Regions from separate parts of the Mus musculus genome. Here regions 1, 2, 4, 5, 6 and 7 are each linked to region 3. A link is a contact called in public HiChIP or PLAC-seq and promoter capture Hi-C data. All regions are on one chromosome and are shown on one strand. Each heading gives the region's core, a stretch centred on a gene start, on an enhancer-like site or on the middle of the called end of the contact. The rest is flanking DNA. Distances are from core to core; before and after follow the strand shown. Region 1 holds the start of Wdr19 (WD repeat domain 19). Region 2 has its middle 33 kb from the start of Gm43837. Region 3 holds the start of Klf3 (Kruppel-like factor 3 (basic)). Region 4 has its middle 13 kb from the start of Gm31363. Region 5 overlaps Tbc1d1 (TBC1 domain family, member 1). Region 6 overlaps Tbc1d1 (TBC1 domain family, member 1). Region 7 has its middle 13 kb from the start of Gm43837.

The links. Promoter capture Hi-C pulls out the DNA fragments that hold promoters and counts their contacts. HiChIP or PLAC-seq counts read pairs in DNA pulled down with a chosen protein or histone mark.
Region 1: a contact with region 3 is called in an H3K27ac HiChIP or PLAC-seq map of microglia, with 7 times the contacts expected there. The contact joins the promoter of Wdr19 here to the promoter of Klf3 in region 3. A contact is called at or near these places in 1 of 39 promoter capture datasets (pre-B cells), 3 of 484 Hi-C or Micro-C datasets (embryonic stem cells and muscle stem cells) and 4 of 115 datasets of contacts at active chromatin or transcription factors (heart atrium, memory CD8 T cells, microglia and 1 more).
Region 2: a contact with region 3 is called in an H3K27ac HiChIP or PLAC-seq map of embryonic stem cells, with 7 read pairs. The contact joins the enhancer-like site here to the promoter of Klf3 in region 3. A contact is called at or near these places in 19 of 39 promoter capture datasets (3T3-L1-derived adipocytes, the C10 cell line, the HPC-7 cell line and 13 more), 2 of 15 datasets of contacts at CTCF or cohesin (the NIH/3T3 cell line and embryonic stem cells), 14 of 484 Hi-C or Micro-C datasets (bone marrow-derived macrophages, embryonic fibroblasts, embryonic stem cells and 6 more), 27 of 115 datasets of contacts at active chromatin or transcription factors (the 230-238 cell line, the HL-1 cell line, T-cell acute lymphoblastic leukemia and 20 more) and 2 of 9 other capture datasets (adipose tissue and liver).
Region 4: a promoter capture Hi-C map of fetal liver shows a contact between it and region 3, with 9 times the contacts expected there. The contact joins the enhancer-like site here to the promoter of Klf3 in region 3. A contact is called at or near these places in 14 of 39 promoter capture datasets (the 3T3-L1 cell line, the C10 cell line, the HPC-7 cell line and 9 more), 4 of 15 datasets of contacts at CTCF or cohesin (the NIH/3T3 cell line, embryonic stem cells, large pre-B cells and 1 more), 21 of 484 Hi-C or Micro-C datasets (bone marrow-derived macrophages, cerebral cortex, embryonic stem cells and 8 more), 38 of 115 datasets of contacts at active chromatin or transcription factors (the NIH/3T3 cell line, acute myeloid leukemia, bone marrow-derived macrophages and 23 more) and 3 of 9 other capture datasets (adipose tissue, embryonic stem cells and liver).
Region 5: a promoter capture Hi-C map of liver shows a contact between it and region 3, with 11 times the contacts expected there. The contact joins the enhancer-like site here to the promoter of Klf3 in region 3. A contact is called at or near these places in 13 of 39 promoter capture datasets (3T3-L1-derived adipocytes, the C10 cell line, the HPC-7 cell line and 8 more), 2 of 15 datasets of contacts at CTCF or cohesin (the NIH/3T3 cell line and large pre-B cells), 14 of 484 Hi-C or Micro-C datasets (LSK cells, Sertoli cells, bone marrow-derived macrophages and 7 more), 34 of 115 datasets of contacts at active chromatin or transcription factors (acute myeloid leukemia, astrocytes, bone marrow-derived macrophages and 23 more) and 2 of 9 other capture datasets (embryonic stem cells and liver).
Region 6: a contact with region 3 is called in an H3K4me3 HiChIP or PLAC-seq map of fetal liver, with 4 times the contacts expected there. The contact joins the enhancer-like site here to the promoter of Klf3 in region 3. A contact is called at or near these places in 12 of 39 promoter capture datasets (3T3-L1-derived adipocytes, the C10 cell line, the HPC-7 cell line and 8 more), 1 of 15 datasets of contacts at CTCF or cohesin (large pre-B cells), 3 of 484 Hi-C or Micro-C datasets (LSK cells, bone marrow-derived macrophages and myocytes), 33 of 115 datasets of contacts at active chromatin or transcription factors (T-cell acute lymphoblastic leukemia, astrocytes, bone marrow-derived macrophages and 24 more) and 2 of 9 other capture datasets (adipose tissue and embryonic stem cells).
Region 7: a contact with region 3 is called in a promoter capture Hi-C map of hippocampal neurons, with 9 times the contacts expected there. The contact joins the enhancer-like site here to the promoter of Klf3 in region 3. A contact is called at or near these places in 24 of 39 promoter capture datasets (the 3T3-L1 cell line, 3T3-L1-derived adipocytes, the C10 cell line and 15 more), 1 of 15 datasets of contacts at CTCF or cohesin (the NIH/3T3 cell line), 46 of 484 Hi-C or Micro-C datasets (the C2C12 cell line, CD4 T cells, CD8 T cells and 21 more), 38 of 115 datasets of contacts at active chromatin or transcription factors (CD8 T cells, SST interneurons, astrocytes and 28 more) and 5 of 9 other capture datasets (adipose tissue, bone marrow-derived macrophages, embryonic tail and 2 more).

The regions. Positions count from the first base shown.
Region 1 is chr5:65,198,106-65,200,946 of GRCm38.p6, forward strand. Wdr19 (WD repeat domain 19) reads left to right here and starts at 1,591. Exons shown (of 37, transcript NM_153391.2): 1 at 1,591-1,655. The coding sequence starts at 1,650.
Region 2 is chr5:64,409,584-64,412,371 of GRCm38.p6, forward strand. No RefSeq gene overlaps it. Among named protein-coding and RNA genes, the nearest start is that of Gm43837, 33 kb to the left of the region's middle. Within about 2 kb of position 1,303, at least 66 of the 459 cell types and tissues checked have an H3K27ac peak or open chromatin away from gene starts, as enhancers often do. A contact at or near this core is called in adipose tissue, bone marrow-derived macrophages, embryonic stem cells and 3 more, where this site is marked.
Region 3 is chr5:64,801,808-64,804,773 of GRCm38.p6, forward strand. Klf3 (Kruppel-like factor 3 (basic)) reads left to right here and starts at 1,714. Exons shown (of 6, transcript NM_008453.6): 1 at 1,714-1,984. Gm38457 reads right to left here. Exons shown (of 2, transcript XM_006504241.4): 1 at 2,243-2,966; 2 at 563-2,152. The coding sequence starts at 2,482. The coding sequence ends at 1,688.
Region 4 is chr5:64,437,487-64,440,286 of GRCm38.p6, forward strand. No RefSeq gene overlaps it. Among named protein-coding and RNA genes, the nearest start is that of Gm31363, 13 kb to the right of the region's middle. Within about 2 kb of position 1,370, at least 52 of the 459 cell types and tissues checked have an H3K27ac peak or open chromatin away from gene starts, as enhancers often do. A contact at or near this core is called in adipose tissue, bone marrow-derived macrophages, embryonic fibroblasts and 6 more, where this site is marked.
Region 5 is chr5:64,343,191-64,345,960 of GRCm38.p6, forward strand. It overlaps Tbc1d1 (TBC1 domain family, member 1), which reads left to right. Exons shown (of 22, transcript NM_001310611.1): 21 at 2,062-2,235. Among named protein-coding and RNA genes, the nearest start is that of Gm43837, 33 kb to the right of the region's middle. Within about 2 kb of position 1,346, at least 168 of the 459 cell types and tissues checked have an H3K27ac peak or open chromatin away from gene starts, as enhancers often do. A contact at or near this core is called in 3T3-L1-derived adipocytes, acute myeloid leukemia, astrocytes and 13 more, where this site is marked.
Region 6 is chr5:64,324,882-64,327,932 of GRCm38.p6, forward strand. All of the region lies in intron 17 of Tbc1d1 (TBC1 domain family, member 1), which reads left to right. Among named protein-coding and RNA genes, the nearest start is that of Gm43837, 52 kb to the right of the region's middle. Within about 2 kb of position 1,265, at least 129 of the 459 cell types and tissues checked have an H3K27ac peak or open chromatin away from gene starts, as enhancers often do. A contact at or near this core is called in 3T3-L1-derived adipocytes, adipose tissue, astrocytes and 10 more, where this site is marked.
Region 7 is chr5:64,363,556-64,366,388 of GRCm38.p6, forward strand. No RefSeq gene overlaps it. Among named protein-coding and RNA genes, the nearest start is that of Gm43837, 13 kb to the right of the region's middle. Within about 2 kb of position 1,401, at least 96 of the 459 cell types and tissues checked have an H3K27ac peak or open chromatin away from gene starts, as enhancers often do. A contact at or near this core is called in the C2C12 cell line, the G1E-ER4 cell line, the NIH/3T3 cell line and 19 more, where this site is marked.

The DNA.
Region 1 (2,841 bases), core at 341-2,840, 400 kb after region 3:
GTCAGAGGACAACTTGTGGTCATTGCTTCTCTCCTTCCACATTATGCTGGCATTGTGCTGTTTCCTGGGGATTAAGTCGTCAAGCTGGGCAAAGAGGACCCTCCCCCACTGAGCCACCTCACAGCCCTCTGAACTCTTTTAATATCTATCTTCGGTTCTGTACTGTTGTTCACACCCATTATGTATATACGTTGCTAGACTTGTAGCTGCATTCCATTTTGAGAGGTACTCATGAAAATGGCACTGCTCTTTTATTTCAAATCTGCTTATTACTGATATGGAGGGGTGTGACTACTCTTTGTGTATTAAGATTGTATCCTGGAGGCTTGGTATAATTAGCTCTACCTCTACCCCACATCCCTCCCTCTCTTCTACTGATTCTGTACACTCTCAGTCATGTCATCTGCAGTTTTCCCACCTCCTTCCTCAATCAGTATGCTTCTTTTTCTCTCCTTATTGCATTAACTAGGACTTCCACCAGAATTGAGAAAGAGTCACAAGAGGGGACATCCCTGCCTTGTTCCTAATGGGACTACTTTCAAGATTCTTAGCATTAAGTACATCAGCCTTAGGCTATTTGGAGATACTGTTTACAATTTCTATGGTACAGGGTTTTGTTGTCTTGCTTTTTCTTGTTGGGTTTTGTTTTTTGAGAATTTTGAGGGTTTGTTTTATGTTCAGTTTTGTCAAATGCTTTGTTATTATAGCTACTGATGCAACCATGTAGGTTTTTTGTTTTTTTTTTGTTTGTTTTTGATTAGCCTGTTACTATTGTGACAGAGCAAGACAATGCAGAAGTTTCTCCATCTTGTATTCTTGCTGAGGCCATTTTAGGTTTGACTACAATTTTATCTCATGGACGAGAGTCGCTGTGAAAAATTACCCAACTCTATTCTAGGAACCCGAGGTGATGATGCCCAGCTAGCCAACCTTAGCTACTGTGCAGAATCCCACTCCCTCCCTCCAGCCAACTTTTAATGCTTAGCTTCCGCTAAACTTCTTGTTTACCAGGCTCAAATACTACAGGCGAGTTCTTTTCTTTATTTTTTTCAACTATTCCTCCCCGATCACACTAGCTAAAATTGTCTTAATGGTCCTGAAAGAAAACGACTCCTCATACCTCACCTCCGTTAGGGCAAAATCAAAAATAAAAACCCTGCAAGAAAAAAAAATGAGGAATGATACATTAGTTTCTCCAAGCCTTTTTTACAAGTGGATCTTGTAGAAGCCGTCTGGCTCATGAGCCAATTCCTGCCTCCTACTTGCCAACCTCTGGGTCCAGCTTTTTTCCCCCCGGAATTCCTTTACAACCGCTCCTAGGCCAGTGGTTTCTGCTCACATAGCTCAAGACCCTTTCTGTCCATAGGGCCCGCCTGCCTCGCAGCCTCACCCAATCAGAGCTCAGGCAGGAAGTTGACCAGCCCTCGTAGCATTCAACTTCCCGGAGCTTAGCTCCACCTCCATCACGTGACTCTACCCACCCTGCCCATCTCTCTCAAAGGAGGGCTCCGGGGGCAGCTCCGCCCCACGCTCGCTGATTGGTCGCTGTTTGCACGGTCTCCTGGGTGACGAGAACGCGGTAGCGGGGCGGGGGTGTTCTGTTGCGCCTGCGCACTTACAAGAACGGGGGTGTCGCTGGAGCCTTTGAAATGAAGGTAAATAACTTACAAGTGCCAGCGGATTGAGAAGATGTGGCAGCCTCTGTATTTCCTAAACTCTCGGAGCGCGACTCTGAGGAGTTTGTGTCCCTGTCCCTCCGCGGAAGTGCTGAGGATAGAGGAATGAGCTCCGGGAGCGGGCGGGAGGGGATGATGGGCTTGTAAGGATGCAGGGAAAGGAAGCTCTGGAGAGCGGGCTGAGGGAGGCCTGTGCCCTCTGGAATCTGGTAGAAGCCTGATCTGAGTACGCCCGAACTACCGGTATCGCTACCGATTTCTTGTAGCTTAATCCTGGGCAAACCAAGCCACTGGCCCAGAGCCCTAGGGAGAATCAAAAGTCTCTAAAACAGTCATCAAGAATTACTTGGCCTGTGACCTGTCCGGTATGCAGAGCCCTGGTCGCTAGAACACATGATGGAGAAATCTGCACACCTGTGTGCGTCCTCCACTGCACGCAGGTTTTCTGATTGGGTTTGTTGTGAATTCCACAGGGGCAGCCGCTGCACTCCTGTGATTTACCTCAGAGGTACTTACCCCCGCACTGCTCTGACAAAGAAATGGAAACACCGAGTTTAAAATGGTTTCAGCTTTCCTAAAGCTTCACTGTAGCTCTTGTGTGTCCATTGGAATTGGCAGATAACTTTGCATGATTCACTTTCTGGTGTGTCGGAAAGGAGTAAATACTATTCTCTTTACAGTTAAGTTAACCGTGACCTGCAACAAGCAAACCTTTTTGCTGTTCTAGGAAAGCTGTAACTTTTATCTGAGTTGTACCTAGAACCGATATAACTCTGTGGAAGAAAACTAACCTGTAAGATTACAGCCCAAGACAGATCTGCCATGAAAGGAATAGAATCAGGTTTAAGGACGATGTATTCCCAAACTCGCAGAAGTAAGATGGTCTAGAATACGTTGAGTGAGTGTACGTGCTGGAAAAAACCTGTGTGTGCTTGGCATCATAGCGCACCTCTATCTTAAGTTGCGATTCCAGGACACAGGCTTTCGGGAGATGGGCATTTATTCAGATAGCATTGGAGGAGTTGTGTTGTCACTCAGATTCAAGTCTTCAGCTACAGTATCTAAGCTGCATCTACCTAGATAAGGGTGTGCTTGATTAATCTACAGTATTTAAAACTAATATTTTTCATCTAGGGTCATGTTCCTGAGTATTCTAGAATGTAGC
Region 2 (2,788 bases), core at 53-2,552, 390 kb before region 3:
CTAACAATGGGAGGGACCTAGCACTGCAAAGAATCGAACAGCTAAAATGTTAATGTTTCAGGGCCAATACATTTATAATATTGTATAGTGGGTTTTTTTTTGTTTGTTTTTGTTTTAGTTTTTTCTAACATTTTGGATATAAGAATGTCTTTCAACACCTCGTGCTTTATAATCAGCATTAGCTATTTCCAGTGCTTATTTCCCTTCCCAACCTCATACTCAGAGTGTTTGTAGGTAAAGATGGGCTATCGAGTTTACTTGCTGTGGGTGTTGGAAGTCCTGAGTGTCACAGGCAGGCTGTAGGGTCAGTGGCAGTAACTGGGACTAGGGTTGTCTGGTCATTGTGTGGAACACCGGTGTGGACAGCTTAGCATTGTGAGAGGGAAGGAATCTGATGGGGGTCTGGCCTGTGGCCATATATTCTCTGAGTTGCTGATTTAGGAGGCCTAAGTGGAGGAGGCTCAGCGTGCTGCGTACACCTTCTTCATCCCTGGGTGCTACACCCCTGCCTCCTGGTTGCTTTCTGGACACAATGGCTCCTTCTAAGCCATTCTTAACTTGGAGTTCACTATATGGAAGCCATATGGCATGCCTAAAGCCATGCCTTGTGTTCATATGACATTTATATCTTCTTTCCTGAACATTCTTACAAATCATTGTTTTATGTGAGTGAGTGCTTTGCCTACATGTGCGTTCCCACAGAGGCCAGACAAGAGTGTTGGGTCCCCCAAAACTGGAGTTAGAGATGGTGTGGGTTACCATGTAGATGCTGAGACTCAAACCTAGATCCTTGGGAAGAAAGCTGGTGCTCTTAACTGCTGCACCATCTCGCCAGCCCCGTTCCCCCAAATTTTTAAATAGCGTCTGTAGAACCCCTCAGCATGGTCATGACTTAATTTGGATGTAACATTTTCGGCTGCTGTCACGTGACAGTCTCTCCCTCGGGCCCATGGACGAGCGGCGTCCACGAGTATAGGATAATATTATGACAAGGAAGTTAAAAGCACAGGAAATGAAAACAATATAGTAGCCTGTTCTGAAGATCCCGAGCAGGACTGACTTCAGAGCCGTTAGGGTCTATTTGTAAAAGCATAGGCTGTCCAAGCACAAAACAATCAGTGCAGAAACCCATAACTGCCACGCCCAGAAAGCAGCATGCCCGGAAGGGTAGGAGGAAGCCTTTGGACTCTTTCCTGAAGTGGGCCTGTGCTGGAGGGACGAAGGCTGTAGATGGTGCAGAGGTTGTGTTTGGCTGGCTGAATTCCAGCACAGCTGAGGGCTAGTTAGACTCTGTAAAGGTTTCTTTCTCCTTCGCTTCCTCTTACTGGGTGCTGGCTTAGCACATGTTGTGAGGGTATTTATTTTTGACTCGATGGTAACTGTTTCAGGAAGTCTGAGGATGTGAACAAGATTGACAGCTGTAGAAAGTTCCAGGAAACATACCAACCAGGCACGTTCTTGGGGTTATAGGATGTGCCATACCAAAGAGGCTGTAGGGGGTCTCATCAAAAACAAGCAAATGAACAAAACAAGACTGAAGTGGTTTACAAAGCAATAACAGAATCCAGAGTGTCTAAATAATGGTCCCTATAGGAGGAGCATCTTGGAATTTTAGAAGCATTGGCTACACACAGCAAATATTCCCTCCACAATGGAGTAAACAGAGTTAAGCAGAGGCCGGATGTTTTTGGAGGAGTTTATAGTCAGTATATTGGTTTGCTGGTTAGTTTTGTCACCAGCTTGACACAACCTAGTTGAAGAGTTGCAAAATCAGCCTGGCCGGTGGACTTTATTTCAGTTGCTAATTGCTTGCTATAGATGGGGCCAAATTATCTTCCCGAGGTAAGAGGTCCTGGACTGCAGAAGAAAACTAGCTAAGCATGAGCCTGTGAGCAAACCAGAGAACAAGCTAGAAAGCAGCGTCACTCCATGGACTCTGCTTCAAGCTCCTGCGCTGAGCTCCTCGCCCCGACCTCCCTGGATGGGGCTGGGATCTCTGAGATGAAATTAGCTCTTTTTTTTCTCACCTAGAGGTGTGTCTCCTTGCTGCCCTAAGTCCTGTCAAGATGATAATGAAGATTAACCATCACTTTTGCCCCGTCTCTGTAGAACATCAGCTACCTAGCTCTAAAATCTATTCTATAGACTGAGATTTCCTTGGCTGTTGAGGAAACCGCGACCCACCGAGGAGCTGGGATTTGCAGCAGAGAGGCTACAGCAGTACATACCAGAGGTAAGATGTTAACCAGTTCTCTCCTTCCTAGCCTCCTTCCTCCACACCCAGAAGAGGGGTGAATGTCAGCTGATTCTAGCCTGGTGTGCTCTGCAGACACATCCTAGGGATGGAAATGTGGAGGACTCTGGGAAGCCCAGGCCCACAGGAACTGCAAAGGTGAGACTGGAGTGATAAGCCATGCTTGTTGCTCCTGATTGCAGAGAGTAACTCGTAGAGAGAAAGGCTTGTTTGGGTATACAGTTGGGGAGATTTCAGTCATGACTGGTTGACAATGAGGTCAATCATGGTGGTGTCTGATGGGAGCAAAGACATCCACCCCACAGAAGGGATGCAAACAAGAGACAAAGGTCCTATGTTTCTATTCAAGGCCTACAATAACTGGTTTCTATCTCTCCATCCTCTTTCAACATCACCATGTTGGGGGACAAAGCCTTTAACACAGCAGTTCTCAACCTGTGGGGTGTGACCCCTGAGGGACTAAGACCATCAGAAAACACAGATGTTTACACTATGATCCGTAACAGTAGCAAAATCACACTTATGTAGCAACAT
Region 3 (2,966 bases), core at 464-2,963:
AGAGGCACCCAAATCAGTGCTCACTAAGGTGTTAACCCCCACCCCCATCCCCACCCTTCTTATCTTGGGCCACTTTTCAAGCCATCTGATCTACTTTATCTTTTTTTTTCTTTCTATCTCTCATTTAAATCCTAGCCATTCAAATATATTGCTAATGATTGGTCACCTAGGAGCAGCAATTTACAAATCACACACACAAACAAAAACCCAACTTTTTCTTTGACTATTTTATTTGGAAATAAACCACCCAAGACCCTCACCACTTACATTTTAAACAGGACATTATACTGGAATGTGAACTAGTGGGTTCTGGGTCTCCTCAGGACAGACAATTTCAGTGTTGGAGGTTACTGGGTTCTAGTTTAATTGTACCTTGTAGTTACAACAAGGAGTGGGGAATCTATGTATCACTACGTTTTAAGTAGTACCATGCCTGGCTGAAGCATCAAAGTGAAGTGAGAATGGTGAACTTACAGGGCCTTTAAAACATCTTGAAGTAATAACAAGCCATAGACTGAAGCCGGGTTGTTTTAAAACATTACACAGAACTAAAACAATTGAACCAATTTGTCCTTTGTTCTTTTTATTGCGTTCCTTATTACATTAATACTGTTTTAAAAGGAAACTCAAAAGCCTCCGACTCTAGCCTAGCACCAAGCTCAGCGAAGTTGTCCTCGCGCTGGCCTGGTTTCCACGGAAAAAGTGCCTTGAGGCTCTTAAAGTGTGAAAGGAAAGGTCCCGGGGCTGAGCCCCAGGCCAGCCAGAGCTCTCGCCCCAGGTGGGAGGATCTGCCCGAAGTTTGCTAAATTTTCTGGCAGCAAGGCTGACCAGCGAACGCCTTTTCGCTCCAGAGCATCGGGCCCTTGGGGAGTCGCACTCCTCCGGGGGTCTCCACCTTTCCAAGAAAAGTCCCTCCAGGCTGGAAGCGGCCCCTGCAGGGTAGGCGAAAGAACAGGGGCGACCCGAAGTCTCCGAACAGCGCCAGCGCGCAGGCTGCAGCGCGACCCCTGTGCACAAGGCAGCGATCGCTCCTGGAGCACCGCGCTCCCCGACGTAGGGACAGGGCATCCTGGGCCGCAACACCCGCTCCACCGCCCTCTGCCCGGGAGGGGCGGCCCTTCCCGCGGGAGCGAGTGATTGACGGCCTCGCTCCCCCACTCCTCGGCTCGCCTGCGAACCCGGGCTGTGTGTTTTGGAAGCGGCGCTAGGGGCCGTAGAGCGTGTGACGCCCGGAGCGGGCCAACGCCGCCCTTCCTTCCCCCCGGGGCTCGGGCCGCAGCGAGGAGGCCAGGACAGCTAGGGCGGGGCCGCGGGCTCAGGGCGCCGGGCGGAGCGCTCAGGCGGGGTGGAGGCCCAGGGTGGAGAGCCGGGCGGGGGCCGCTCACGCCCAGCCCCGAGGCCGCGCCGCGCCTCCCGGGACAGGTCGAGCCGGCGGGGCGGCGCCCGGCTCCGGGGAATAATGAGTGTCTGTCAGGCTGGCCCCGGGTGACTGGGCGGGGCGCGGGCGGGGGCGGCGCGGGAGGCGGGGGCGGGGAAGGGCAGGGCGGGGTGCGTGTTTGCCAGTGACTCGCCGACCCCTCCGGCGGCTGCCTCCACCCAAGTGGGTGGGGACCCCTCCCAGCCCGGGCGGCTGTGGCGGCTCCCGCTGCCCCTCCCTGACCCTCCCACCCCGGCTCCCAGCCTCTACTTACCCCGCCAGCCCCGGGGAGGCTCGCAGAGCGAGCGGCGCCGGCGTCATGTGACTGCCCAGAGTTGGTGCCAAGGAGCCAGAGGGGAGCGGGGAGCCGAGCCGCGCGGAGCCGCGGCCGGAGCGCAGTGCGAGCGCCACCCGAGCCAACCCCACCCGCGCGTCCGTGCGGTCGCGGTCCCTATCCCGGACGCCGTCCGGCCCGAAGCGCTTGACCTGCCGGCCCGCGGGGTTCCGGGCGCCGGGGAGCCGGGCCTGGGTTTCTTGGCCGCTGCGCTCGGCACCGCGCTTGGCAGAGTAAGTCCCCGCGCCCTCACCTTGCCGTCCTGCGCCCCGCTTTGCGCCGCATCTGCTTGCTTCTCTCTCTTTCTCTCCTTTTTTTTTTCCCTTCGGAGAAAGCAGGACGCGGAGAACGGGTTCGGGGTGCAGCGAGGGCTCCTTCGGGCTTGGGAAAGTGCTTCGGAGCTGGGGTGGAGGAGCGAGGGGGAGGGGATGGCGGGCGGGATCGTGGGATAGGGGAACTCGGTGGATTGGGAGCCCGCGGGCGGGGCTCACCTGTGTGGTCCCGGGTCCCCCGCGCTCGGTTCCCATCGGAGCCCCCGGCGCACCCCGCGAGCGGCCGCGTTGGAAGGAGCCAGGTAGCGGCGAGGCCGCGCGCCTGCTCCTCCCCCTCCCGCCTGGACTCGGGGCTCCCGCCCCCCGCCCGCGCCCCCCAGCTGCCGCCCAGCAAACTTGGAGCCCAGCCTCCAGCGCCCCTGGCGAGAAACTTGGGGGCGATTGGGACTGAAGAAGCATCCCCTTTTCCGTACCCGGAGCGCGCTAACTGCTGGGTCATTTGGCTTGTGGGGGAAGGCAGGGGGGAGGAAAAGAACCACCGAGGTTTGGAGAGACTGCCTTTGGGGACTTGGAGAGAACCTGCCGCAGTGCCTGAAGCAAAGGATTGCAGCGTGGCTAGCAGTGCAGAGCGCCTTCGGTGTTAGGGAACCGGAGCCCTGTAGGGACCACAGGACAGTGGTGTGGACCAGAACCTTTGGATAGCTTGGAGGTGGCAAATAAGAGTTGGAATTGTCATATCCATGTCTTTGGCGGATAACAGAAACACTTCTGTAAATTTTTACTGCAGTACTTACAATAGTAGTATTTTACAATAATACTAATTGAATATGAATGAGCCTTTGAATAATTCAGGTTAAATGGACACTGGATAATGTTTACCTTGTATTCTTCAAAATAAACACTTTACACAGAGTCATTGAGATTTTATTTTACACGGAGTCAT
Region 4 (2,800 bases), core at 120-2,619, 360 kb before region 3:
CTAATGGGCCCCTTAGTTCCTGAAGCTGATGAAATGGAAGCTGGTCCCCCTGCCACACACTTGCTAAAGGAAACTTTTGGAGGGAGAATTGCTTTTGTATATTCTTGTACAGAAGATCTTTTGGGACATCATGACCTGTTGAAGATAAGACCCCAGTAGGAACTGGCACATCCTCCATTGGGGACACATTCCTCAGGCCCTGTGTTGCAGGAGGCCATCGTGACATGCCAGCACTTTCTGCGGCTTCCTTCCCACAACCTTATGGGAGTCTGCTTTGCCCACAGATGTGTGCTTGCCGTCTAGCTCGGTGTCTGGCACATGGGAGGAGTTCAACAAATATTTGTTAAGTGAATACATGGAAAATACTGGAACACTAAAAGTCTGCTCTTGCCAGGAGAATTTCAAAGCCCTTTTATATTAACAAATGTAAGAACTCCAAAATCGCCGAGCATTTGTGGATCTGAGAGGAAGGGAGGCTGGGTGCCCACAGGGTTTTGGCAGCAGTGTTGAATGTCTGGGAGCAGAGGTGGCAGGTGTGGTGGCCAGCCCAGCCCTGCAGTGGCATTAGCCTGGGGCTGGTCAGATGCTGTAGTGTATCCATCAGAATTTTAGTGAGGAGCTGATGGCATGTTCACGCTGGCTCAGTTCAGGAGGGTTTAAAGGATGTCTTATAAGAATGACCAGGGTGTAGTAAAGCCACCAGAGGGTGGAAGAAAGTCTGAGTGATATCCAATAGGGCTCTTACCATCCCCGGGGCTGAGAAGGATGGAGTGGATTTGGGGGCTTGGGGGAGGGGCTGCCTTGTAAAGAAGCAATGGCCATCCTGTAACAACATTTATAGAGGACCCTAAGAGAGCTCTCCCTGACTCACTTCCTATCTCAAGGTTTCCTGTTGTGCTTACCCAACAAGGTTCCTAAACCCGGTGGAGTCCAGTTGTAGCAAGTCATCCAGGGCATCTATGGGTGGGGAAGGGGGATCAGGGGTGTGACAGGGATGCAGGCCCTGCAGGAGATTCTGACTGCAGAGTACAGCTCGTGAAGTCACTATTGGTCACGTGAACTGAAATTAGAAAGCACAGAAGTGTCAGGATGCGTAGGGCTGAAACTGACGCAGGGTGGAGTGCCGGGCGGGGCTGGGAGCTCACTCACTCAGGGTGCACACACTTCATCCTTATTAATGATCTGTATGATACGATCGTCTTGCGGGAGATTGGCCAGGATGATCAGATGACAAGGTGTTACAACCCCTTGGAGAGAGAAACTAATGAAAGACTTGTCAGTGGAAAATGCCCCTGGACTTAAGGACAGGATCTAACAGATGAGAGCTGGCAGCGTGGGGCAGTGTGATTCAAAGCACACACATCTTTCAGGAGGCAGAAAACAGGAAGGGCAAGCTGTAAGCATCCATGGGTAAGACAGAGGGGAACTGGGCACGAGAAGCGCCAAGCTTGCTGGGGATTTTGATAGAAGAAAAAAAAAAAAATCTGTGCTGGGTGATTCATTCAAAGAGTGCACCTGTTTGCCTGGCGACCTTGGGGTTAATGACTCAGGCCTGAGAAAGAAGGACACAGAATTCAATCTACATAATGTAGGATGTCCTAATGAAGGTCACTCAGAAAACTCAAAGTAGATGGATAACTTCCTGGAACAAAACTAAAATAGACATTTCCCTTTCTGTTTATTCGTTGAACAGAGTCTTGCTGTATAGCTCCGGCTGGCTTGGAACCCCCATGATTTTCCTGTCTCAAGCTCCCAAATGCTGGGATGACAGAAGTGAGCCATCACTTCGGTTTCTTCCACATTTTTACCACTCTCATTGACTTGCAATTTGACTTCAAAGACTGTAAGCTACAGGACGAGCCTCTAAGCTATGCCTGAAAAGACATCTCCTTAGCCAGGCCTTTGTGACACACCCCTTTGATCTCAGTACTTGGGAGGCTGAGATAGATGGATCTCTGAGTTCAAGGCCAGCCTGCTCTACAGAGGAAGTTCTAGGACAGCCAGGGCTACACAGAGAAATGCTGTCTCAAAAATAAAAGTAAAAAAATTAAAAAGAGAGAAGAAAAGATACTCCTTGTAAAATCTGTTGTAATGGCTCCAAGATACAAGTGGCCCGCAAACTGAGTGCAAAAAAGTAGTTAAAAAACAAAACAAAAGTGCTGACTGTTAAAAACTAAATGTTATAAAGAATTTTAATAACATGTTAAATGTGTTTTGAGATATGCAAGTCTACCATCTCATTCTAGTTACATGCATGCACACATGCATGAACATGCATGCATAGAGGCATACATGCGCACACACACACACACACACACACACGAACACACACCAAAGTGGATGTGTAAGATCACCATGAAATCATTAAAGATGATCAAACATGATTTAGAAATGATGCCAATTTTTGTCTGTCTTTCCTTCCTCTTTGCTTCCTTCCTTTTCTCTTCCTGTCATTTCTTTCCTCTCCATTCTCTCTTTTAAAACAAACAAACAAAAAGGTCTCATGTAGTTCAGGCCAGCCTGGAGCAAAGGCTGGCTTTGAACCTCTAATCCTCTTGCCTTCGACTACCAAGTGCTGGTATTACAGGCAATAATACCCCTATGCCTGGTTGTCCCCACCCCACCCCCCCGCCCTTATTAACACTCCCTAAATCTCTACAGTGGCCGCACAATCCTTTGTAGCATGAGAGTCACCTGTTCTAATCCCCAGTCTTTTCTCATCTCTCTTGCAAAACATAATAAGCTCAGACATTGTGCTGAATAGTTGGGAACAAGACAGATACACAGAGGTGCTCAGAGA
Region 5 (2,770 bases), core at 96-2,595, 460 kb before region 3:
ATACGAGGTTCAGTTCCAGAAGGTCCAGCTAAGATGGAGGCTTTCCAGGCATGCACCGGAACCTCTGTGAACTGTATCCCTTCACCCCCAGCTCAGTGCGGGGAGGTAGGTGTTACGCCCTGTGTGGGAGGCCAGGAACTGAGGCCCAGAGAGACTGAGTCCCTCAGATCCTCAGGGGCAAAGCTGACTCCCAGCCTGAGCTGTCACCAGGGATGGGAAATGCTAATGGTGCCCACTGAGCCTCTCAGGAACAAAAAGAAATCAGGTAGACGTGACAGCACGGGACTTAGTATTTGCATAGACTAACTTTTGAATCTACTTAGTATTAATCATGGAGTTAACCTGAAAACTAGGAAGCTGAATTTTTTTTTTTAAGACAACTGGGAATGGCAGGAATGTGGCAGGGCTTTGTAGGACAGCTTCAGTGCTCATAGGGAAGGGAACCCTGTAGGGGACCCTAGGGGAAAGCTGGCGTCCCACAGCTAGGAAGGGTGTTGGCTGCATTAGTTAGGAAATGCAGTAGAGTACAGCTTCTGTCCTTCAGAAGCCGCAACTCCATTCTCAGAAGAGTGTTCTAGACTGCCAGACCACCTTGAGAGTTGTGATGGTTGCTTTCGACTGTCAGCTTGCCAAGATAGAATCACCTTAGGACTGGTCTAAGACAGTTTCCAGATTAGGCTAATTAAAGTGAGAAAACTTACCCTAAATTCGGACAGTGCCATCCCAGGAGAGACAGCTCCCGGGAGGAGAAAGGAGACAGTGAACTGAGCTGCTACACTTGGCTCTAGGCTTCCTGGCTGTGCGTGTATTGTACCCAGCCATCTCAGGCTTCTGCCACCTCAGGCTCCAGATACCTCAGGCTCCAGACACCTCAGCCTCCAGACACTCCTGTCTCCTGTCACCTCAGACTCCAGACACCCCTGTCTCCTGCCACCTCAGGCTCCAGACACCTTAGCCTCCTGCCACCTCAGGCTCCAGACACCCCTGTCTCCTGCCACCTCAGGCTCCTGCCACATCAGGCTCCAGACACCTCAGGCTCCAGACTCCTCTGTCTCCTGCCACCTCAGGCTCCAGACGCCCAGGCTCTCCACCTCATGAACTGGGCCAAAATAAACCCTTTGTTCTTTGTTACTTTCATTGACCATTTTGTCACAGCAGTATCAGGAAAGTACCTGTTATAGGCCTCTGCTGGGTGACTTCAGCCTGCAGGCTTACCTTATTGGAGAGAGGGCATTGCAGTGAGCAGCAGTCTGCTGACTCACACTGGGCCCACTCCAGCCCTGTCGCTCTTCCTCCTCAGGAGAAAGTGCAGACACTGCCCCCTGGGTGGCGTCTGCACTTTGGGCTTGTTTCACAAGTGTGGCTCTGTTGTCACTGTTGCTGTTAAAGGAAGAGAGCCGGCTCTGCTCATCCATGTGTGAGTGACAGTTGGGATTGGCTCATTTCTGCAGATCTGGGTCAAGAGGACTTTTTCTATAAACAGTCCCATTACTTTGTCATTCTTACAATTCTTAAAAACCCAGCTGAATTGTAACTAAATGTGGTGACCTTGCAAACAGAACATGAGTCCTTTGTCACATTTAACCTATAGTCAGCGTATTTCATAGCATTTGCAGGGAAAGCCGCTAAGAACTACAGTTTTGAAAGTCTTGTCTGTGCCCCTGAGTGCCTGGTGCCTATGAAGGCCAGAAGAGGGTGTCAGCTCCCCTGGGAACTGGAGTTACAGCTAGGAGCCACCAGTGGGTGCTGAGAATTATACCTGAATCTTCGAGAAGGGCAGCCAGTGCTTTTAACTGCTGAGCTGTCTCTCTAGGCCTTGAAAAGTTTTTTTGTTTTTTAAATCTTTTTGGCCTTGTAGAAGCGTGTTAGAACCTATATTTATTCTTTTCCTTTGCAATTACCTCTAGGTGTTTGTTGTCCTCACCGTGTAAAACCATTGACCTTGTCAGAGCTGAGTTTTCTCCTCTCCGTGTGCTTCCACGCGTGCGCGTGAGCACAGGTACCTGTGCCCGTGGGAGGCCTGTCTCAGTGACTCAGCCTGGTGGCTTCTCTACCCAACAGGTGTTTGAGATGGACATCGCCAAGCAGCTCCAGGCCTATGAGGTCGAGTACCACGTGCTCCAGGAGGAGCTTATTGAGTCCTCGCCTCTCAGTGACAACCAAAGAATGGAGAAATTGGAGAAAACCAACAGCAGCTTGCGCAAACAGAACCTTGACCTCCTGGAGCAGTTGCAGGTAGAGCATATTTGCCGAGCGGCTTCCCGAGCCTCTGTGTAGTCGCTCATTAACTCACCAAAGGCACCAGCAGCCCGGGCTTTCCCAGGACCGCAGGACCTTTCCCACCCCGCGCTCTTTGTAGTTGCGATCAGAGGTGTCCCAGGAGAATCAGCCCTTTTATTGCAGAGCAGACAGTGTCCTTGCCACGGTCAGACAGTCCAGGAGCTTTCTGAGAGGCTCTTTCTACACTAAGCTTTGCAGGAGACCAGCTTGGCCCCAGATGCTGACTGCCAACAATTGTGCTTTGAATAATGATGAGAGAGTCTTAAGCTTTTGTTGCCTGGGGGGGAAACAGGCCAGGTCCTTGGAGAGATACTGAAGGAAGGAAGTAACTTAGAAATCTATCTAACGAACTAAATCAGAACAGTTGATGCTTATTTATAAGTCTGATTCGGATGCGAAGGTTTATTAAGCGGCATAGTTCTCCTGTACACCCCGCCCCCATCTTAAGTGGGTGAATGCAGGTAAGGACACAAGACCAGCACTATAAATA
Region 6 (3,051 bases), core at 15-2,514, 480 kb before region 3:
GGGAGACACATCGGCTTGGATTGGCTACAGGAGAAACACACAAGCTTGGTTTGCTTTTAGAAGCAGTCTCTGGGCTGTGGTGTACAAACAGAACTTGTCAGAATAATTGTAGAAAACTGTGTGTTGGCAGTTTCGTCTTGGAAAGTGGGCAGTGCCTTGGTTCTGGAATAGCTTTTAAAACGCAGAAAGGAAGCAGTGTATTGGATTTGCAGTTTCCATGGAAAAGACCTCGCTGACTTAGAATGTAATTATGTGGAACAAGAGACCCTCTGACTGTTGGTGGCTGAGCAGCGATGGAGCCCTGCCTTCCTACTTGCTCCCAAGGCCTGTCTCTGCTGGGGGGAGCTAGCTCCGTGGCCTTCCCGAAGGCCAGTTCTGGATGCTGAGGATGTCGTCCCCCCTCCCCAGGACATGCGCCTGTCTCTGCTCAGTGCACTGCACTGCCCATTCTGTGGGTCTTTCCCCGTGTTACAGCCGCAGTGGAGACGGTGAGCTGGGTCAGGCCGGAGTCAGAGCCACACACAGTATCTTCATGCTTGGAAAAGTCCCTCAGACTACTCTGCAGGGCTGGCTTTGAATGTCATCCTCAGAACTGTCCTGACTGTAGCTTCTCCGCCCACAGGCCAAGCCCACCCTTCCTAACCCACACTCTTTCTCCCTGGTACTCAACTACTGCAGTGATTATTATTATTATTATTATTATTATTGCTGTTATTGTTTAATGCTAACACTTAACTTTACCTTGAGTTGAATGTTGTATGAAATTTACTCAATCCATTTCTTTTCATTTTCACAACAGTACACATAGACAAGTGCAGAGAGGTTACATAACTTGTTCATGATCTCATAACTAATTTGCATGAGAACTGTGTTCATCCCCTCCTAGCCCCTACCTCTGCTCAGCAGGATGGTGCCCTCCATGGGCTGCACTTGGGCTGTATTAGAGTGTACTCTCAACTCCAAGGACAGTGCCCGACACATAGTAGGTACTCAATGTATCTTTGCCATGTTGATGGCGAGGCACTGAGCAGTCAAGTGGCATGGCCATCAGCGCAGAGGTGCAGGGACCTATCCACCATCATTCTGACAGCCTAAGACTTCCAAGCCCTACAGGCTCCATGGTGCTAAGAGATGCCAGTACTGGGCAGGTGAAGGGGGAGGCTGACTGGCATGGCCAATCGATCTCCAGCCAAAGCCCATCTGGCCTGGTGACCCTGTGGAGGATATTTGTACATTATCAGCAGCTGAATTTGTTAGTGTGGTAACAGAACAGTGGCATCGTGTTCCTGTTCTGTGAGGTGAACTGAAAACTGACCTGGGGGTAGGGGTGTGGAAAGGAGTGGCAGGTCTCTCTCCTGCCTTCTCCACTCCCCCATGGCACAGGAGGAGAGGAAACACAAGAAATTTTGCTCCCTGTTTTGCATTTTCTTCCTTTGGCTTCTTGTCTGCATTCCCCTTACTCTTCCTGGACAGGTCAGCCCTCTGCCTCTGACTGCTTGAATGTCATCCCTTTTCTGCAGAAAGAGAATGAAGTCCAGATTGGCCACACTCCCCTGCCCCTGCCCCCTCCCTCCCCAGCCAGCCCTCTCCCTAGGAAGCACTGTTTGTCTGAGCCCCAGCTCACTGGCCTTTCCCCTAGAAAACAGCGCCTGATTCACATCCTCTCTGCCCCTGTTCAGCCCCACCCTCTCCCTTCTGCTTCCAAGGCCAGCTGCACACAGCCCCCACTCTGTTGGCCCTCCTTTTTTCTCACCTCTGGCCCAGTGCTGGCCTGGCCTCCACTTTGGATGACCTCCAGCATCCTCCCAGGGGCCTGAAGAGCCTCTATTTGCAGCAATCTGTGTCGCGACTTACCTCCACCAGGGTCCTAGGGTTTATCCAGGGATCCTGCCAGCATCATTTTGTCCCTATGTGAACCAGACATCCTGGTTGCTGACCTAGACCCAGTGGTGAAGTCTGGCAGCCTTCTGCAGGACTCCTGTTCTTCTGTGAGTCGACATCAAATAAGGCCTAGCATGGTAGGCCTCCAGCTCTGGCCATGACATGTGTCACCATCTTTTGTTTAGTCCACACTGTGTATCTTGTCTGTTGTGTATATTCCGTCTGTACTGTGGCGGTCTGGGCCCAGTAGAGGTGTGTGGTGTAGAGTGATGGCACAGTCCATGCCTTTCAGTGTAGCTTTCCTACAGTAAGCGGCTGGAGGAAGAACACCACAGGGGAGAAGGACTTTGGCTTTTCAGTGGTTTGCTTTCTGTCTCTTGGTTTATGAGACTGGCCTTTTACTTTTTGTAACAGCTTTTTGTAAGACTTGTTCCTTCAAAGAATAAAAACAGTAGACTTTATCGTTTGGTCATATTCTCTAGTTTACAAAATGTGATTTCAGCTGTGGCCTGGCTTCATCTTTACCCAGCCTGTTGTGGACTGTGTGGCCCAAGGACTGGAGGAAGTACTTTGGCAGCTCTGTGCAGAGCTCCTTAGCCTCACTGCTTGTCCCGCTGGCTCTGTTTCCTGCTTTCTTACATCTTGCCCTCTGCCTTTCCCTTAGTATAGACTGCAGCCAGCCAGGAGAAAGCTGCTGCCAGGCTCAGCAGGTGCCATGGGGCTTTCTCTGTCTCCAGCTCAATGGACTGCTCTGACCTTCTGATGACTATAGCCTTTCTCCCCTCTGCTCTGTAGGCGTGGATAACATGGGCTGCCAAAGTCCTACCTTCTGTTTGGGGCTCCTGCTCACTTTCTGACACTGTTACTGGAAGGTACTGGGGATCCCAGACATTCTCCCGGGCCCCATCCTAGCTGGCCAGCAATCATCTGCCTCTACCTGGTGACTCCGTGTAGCCTCCCCTGGGATGGGAGGACTAGTAGGAAGAACACAGTCCAGTCCAGACACAGGAATCCCATTAAGTCACAGCAGGAGCTGAAACTGCCGCTGTCAGCTCCTTACAGTCTCATTGTGATTGTTACCATGTGTAAAGCTGTGGCACTACGTAGACTCTTTGAAGATCCCTTGGGTCTCTCAGTGGGTCTCTCTGCAGTAGCTTTACTGTTCTTTTC
Region 7 (2,833 bases), core at 151-2,650, 440 kb before region 3:
CCTCATATTTTGTTGTATAAAGCCCATCTTCCCAAACTCATTCAGCCATGAGCCCATAAATAGATGAATTCACCCATGACACCTGTGATCCACTCTGTGCCTACCATGATGTCTCCCACTCAGGACACTGGTTTCAAGGGTACAGGGCCTTCAATCAACTCACAAACCCTAGGGAGACATAGAAGATGTACCTTAACAGGCGGTCAGGAAAACTGGACAGTACAGGTCAGGGCTGTGCTCTCATGATGGGGCTAGAGCTTGGGGGAGCAGTGATCCTAACTCAAGACCAGAACAGCTGGGCTGGGAAGTCAGATGTGAACGGGATTGTATCAGGTGCCTATTTCTGATGATTTGCTAGCTCAAACCAGCCTTTGTTCATCGGCAGGAAGGAGACAGCCAACATTCAATCTGTCTTTAAGATGCTTCAGCCCAGCAGGGACACGGGGACTCAACCCACCAGAGACCAGCACACAGTGGCCAACACAGAGGCATTTTTGAGTCCAGACATCAAATCCTATAGTAACAGCTGTGGCCTCTGCTGCAAAACTATCCTGAGCACTTAGGGCATGTTTAACGTTCTCAAAAATCCCATCTGGCTGGTTTGATTACAGCCCGTGTCTCATAAATAAGGATGTAAACCCTCCAAGGGTTTACTGACAAGCACATCTCACAGACAAGAAATCAGGATTTGTCCCCAGCTCCCTGGAAGCACTCTGGACTACCATGGACCATATTGCTCCAGGTTCTGTTTGGCTGAGGGGAGGAGCAGTCCAGCTGTTTCACCTGCCAAATCCACATCTGGCTGCTGTTCCTTCTAACTGGGCTCAAGCTGCCCAGGGAACAAATACTGTCGGAATCACCTAGCTCCTCTGGATCCAGCAGGTACAGCCCGCATCACCCTACTCCCAATCGGTACCTGCAGCTGAGAAACCTGACTCTGCGAAAGGCTCAATCCCTCTACCATTCTTTGCAACCCCCACAGTCCCTAGGGGCCCCTCCAGATCTGTGTCTACTCCAGGAGAGGGCTGGGCTTTGGATCTATGCTTTTTGTCACGATCTCTGTTCCCCTTGGCAGGTTCCATCTGGCTTTTAGATATTATAAATAGCCGCAACTAGGGTGTGACTTGGGTGGAGCCCCGGAGCCTGCTGCTCCACCCTGGAGGGGGGAAAAGGCTTATTTAATTCATTTCTGCACTTGGCAGCCTCTAACTATTTAGAAAGCCAATTAGGCAGCAGCTGTTGGTTGGGAGTTTTTTTTTTTTTTTTTTCCTCCCCCTAGCCTAAGATGGCCTGTCTGATTTTTTTTCCATGCCTGAGATTTAAGCTTTTGCAGGAGGTTGGGTGGGGTGGGTGGGGCAGACCCACAGCAACTCTGAATACAAGCTGTCTATGCTTGGCTGACTCTTGGCAAGCTCCTGAACTGGTGGTGGTGGTAGCTGTGGTGGGGTGGTGGCAATTGAGAACCAGCTCTCTGCTGCTTCCGGGATGCAGGAGTTTGGAATAAAAAAAAGAAAGAAAGAAAGGAAGAAAGAAAGAGAGAGAGAGAGAGAGAAAGAGAGAGAGAGAAAGAAGGAAAAGAAAAGAAAAAGATGCTTCCCAGAGAGAGAGGAGCCCTGTTACTGGTGTCTGAGGAAGTCTTAAACTAATGCCTTCACCAGTGTCCTGGAAAGTTCTGGAATGCTTGGCTTCAAGCAGACCTTGTGTCACTGACAACTCATTTGATGTTGATCATGTGTGTGATGTGGTTGGTATCCATTGGAACCCACTGTGGTGTCATAACCCTGGTGGGAATGAGAGTGCCTGCCAAAGTTGTGGGGAGGGTGGGCCAGCAGTTGCACCTGGCACATAGTAGGATTCACTGATGACCATTTTTCCTGGCTTCCTATTAGGGCAATGAGTCGCACAGAGCCAGAGAGCAGGCAAGGGTTTGCGACTTACAGGACGAGCAGAAGAGATTGGAGGCCTCCCAGTTACCAGTGCTTGTTGATATTTGAAGTGATTATTTTTAAATGAAAGCACCACGTGACGCAATTATCTGTTGTTGCATAACGTTAAAACCTTACAAGGCAAGTGAGACCCACAGCAATAAAAAATGCAAAGAAAGTAGATCTCTCAGCAGACAAAAGAAAAAAGGATCGTCTATTACAGAAGCCGCAGCCATTGTTAAAGCTTTGCTGTGAGATCACCGGTCCTTTCTCTGGTCCTATATTAACGCTCACGTGCACCTGTGTATTGGAAGGTACCAGGGCAAGGCTGGCTGAGGCTCTGAAGCTGAAAGTAGCAAGGAAATAATCTATAATCCTCACCCTAAGGTACTATGAATCTGCTTGGAGCTTCTGTGAAGAGTAGGAGTGGAGTAGGGATGTGGGGAGCACTGGCATCTGGTGAGTCTCTGTGGTGAGTCAGTACAGAGTGAGAGCCCTGCTCCTAGTGAAAAGGACTGAATGTAAACATGTGTGCTCAGGTCTGTCCTGTGCCATAATGCCACAGTTCTACTGGATGAGGGCTCCATCACTTGATCTCATTTAACCTTAGCTTCCAAATGTCCCACCCTCCAAAGGCTGTCGTATTAGGTTTCTGCTCTCGTAACACCACACAACGGGAATTAAGTTTTGGCATGACTTTCAGGGAGAACACTCAAGCCACAGCACTCCTGTTCTGGTGTATCCTGAATACAAGGCCAGGATCATCCTGCTTGAGGTAACTCTACATCCGCACGATCCTGGGTGGGGTGAGAGCAGTGACTGTCAGTCAGCTTCCTGATGTGCACTCCAGAACTCTGAAGAATAATTGTAAAGGAAGGGCAGGCTGCCCAACAGCGACCGAATGGATG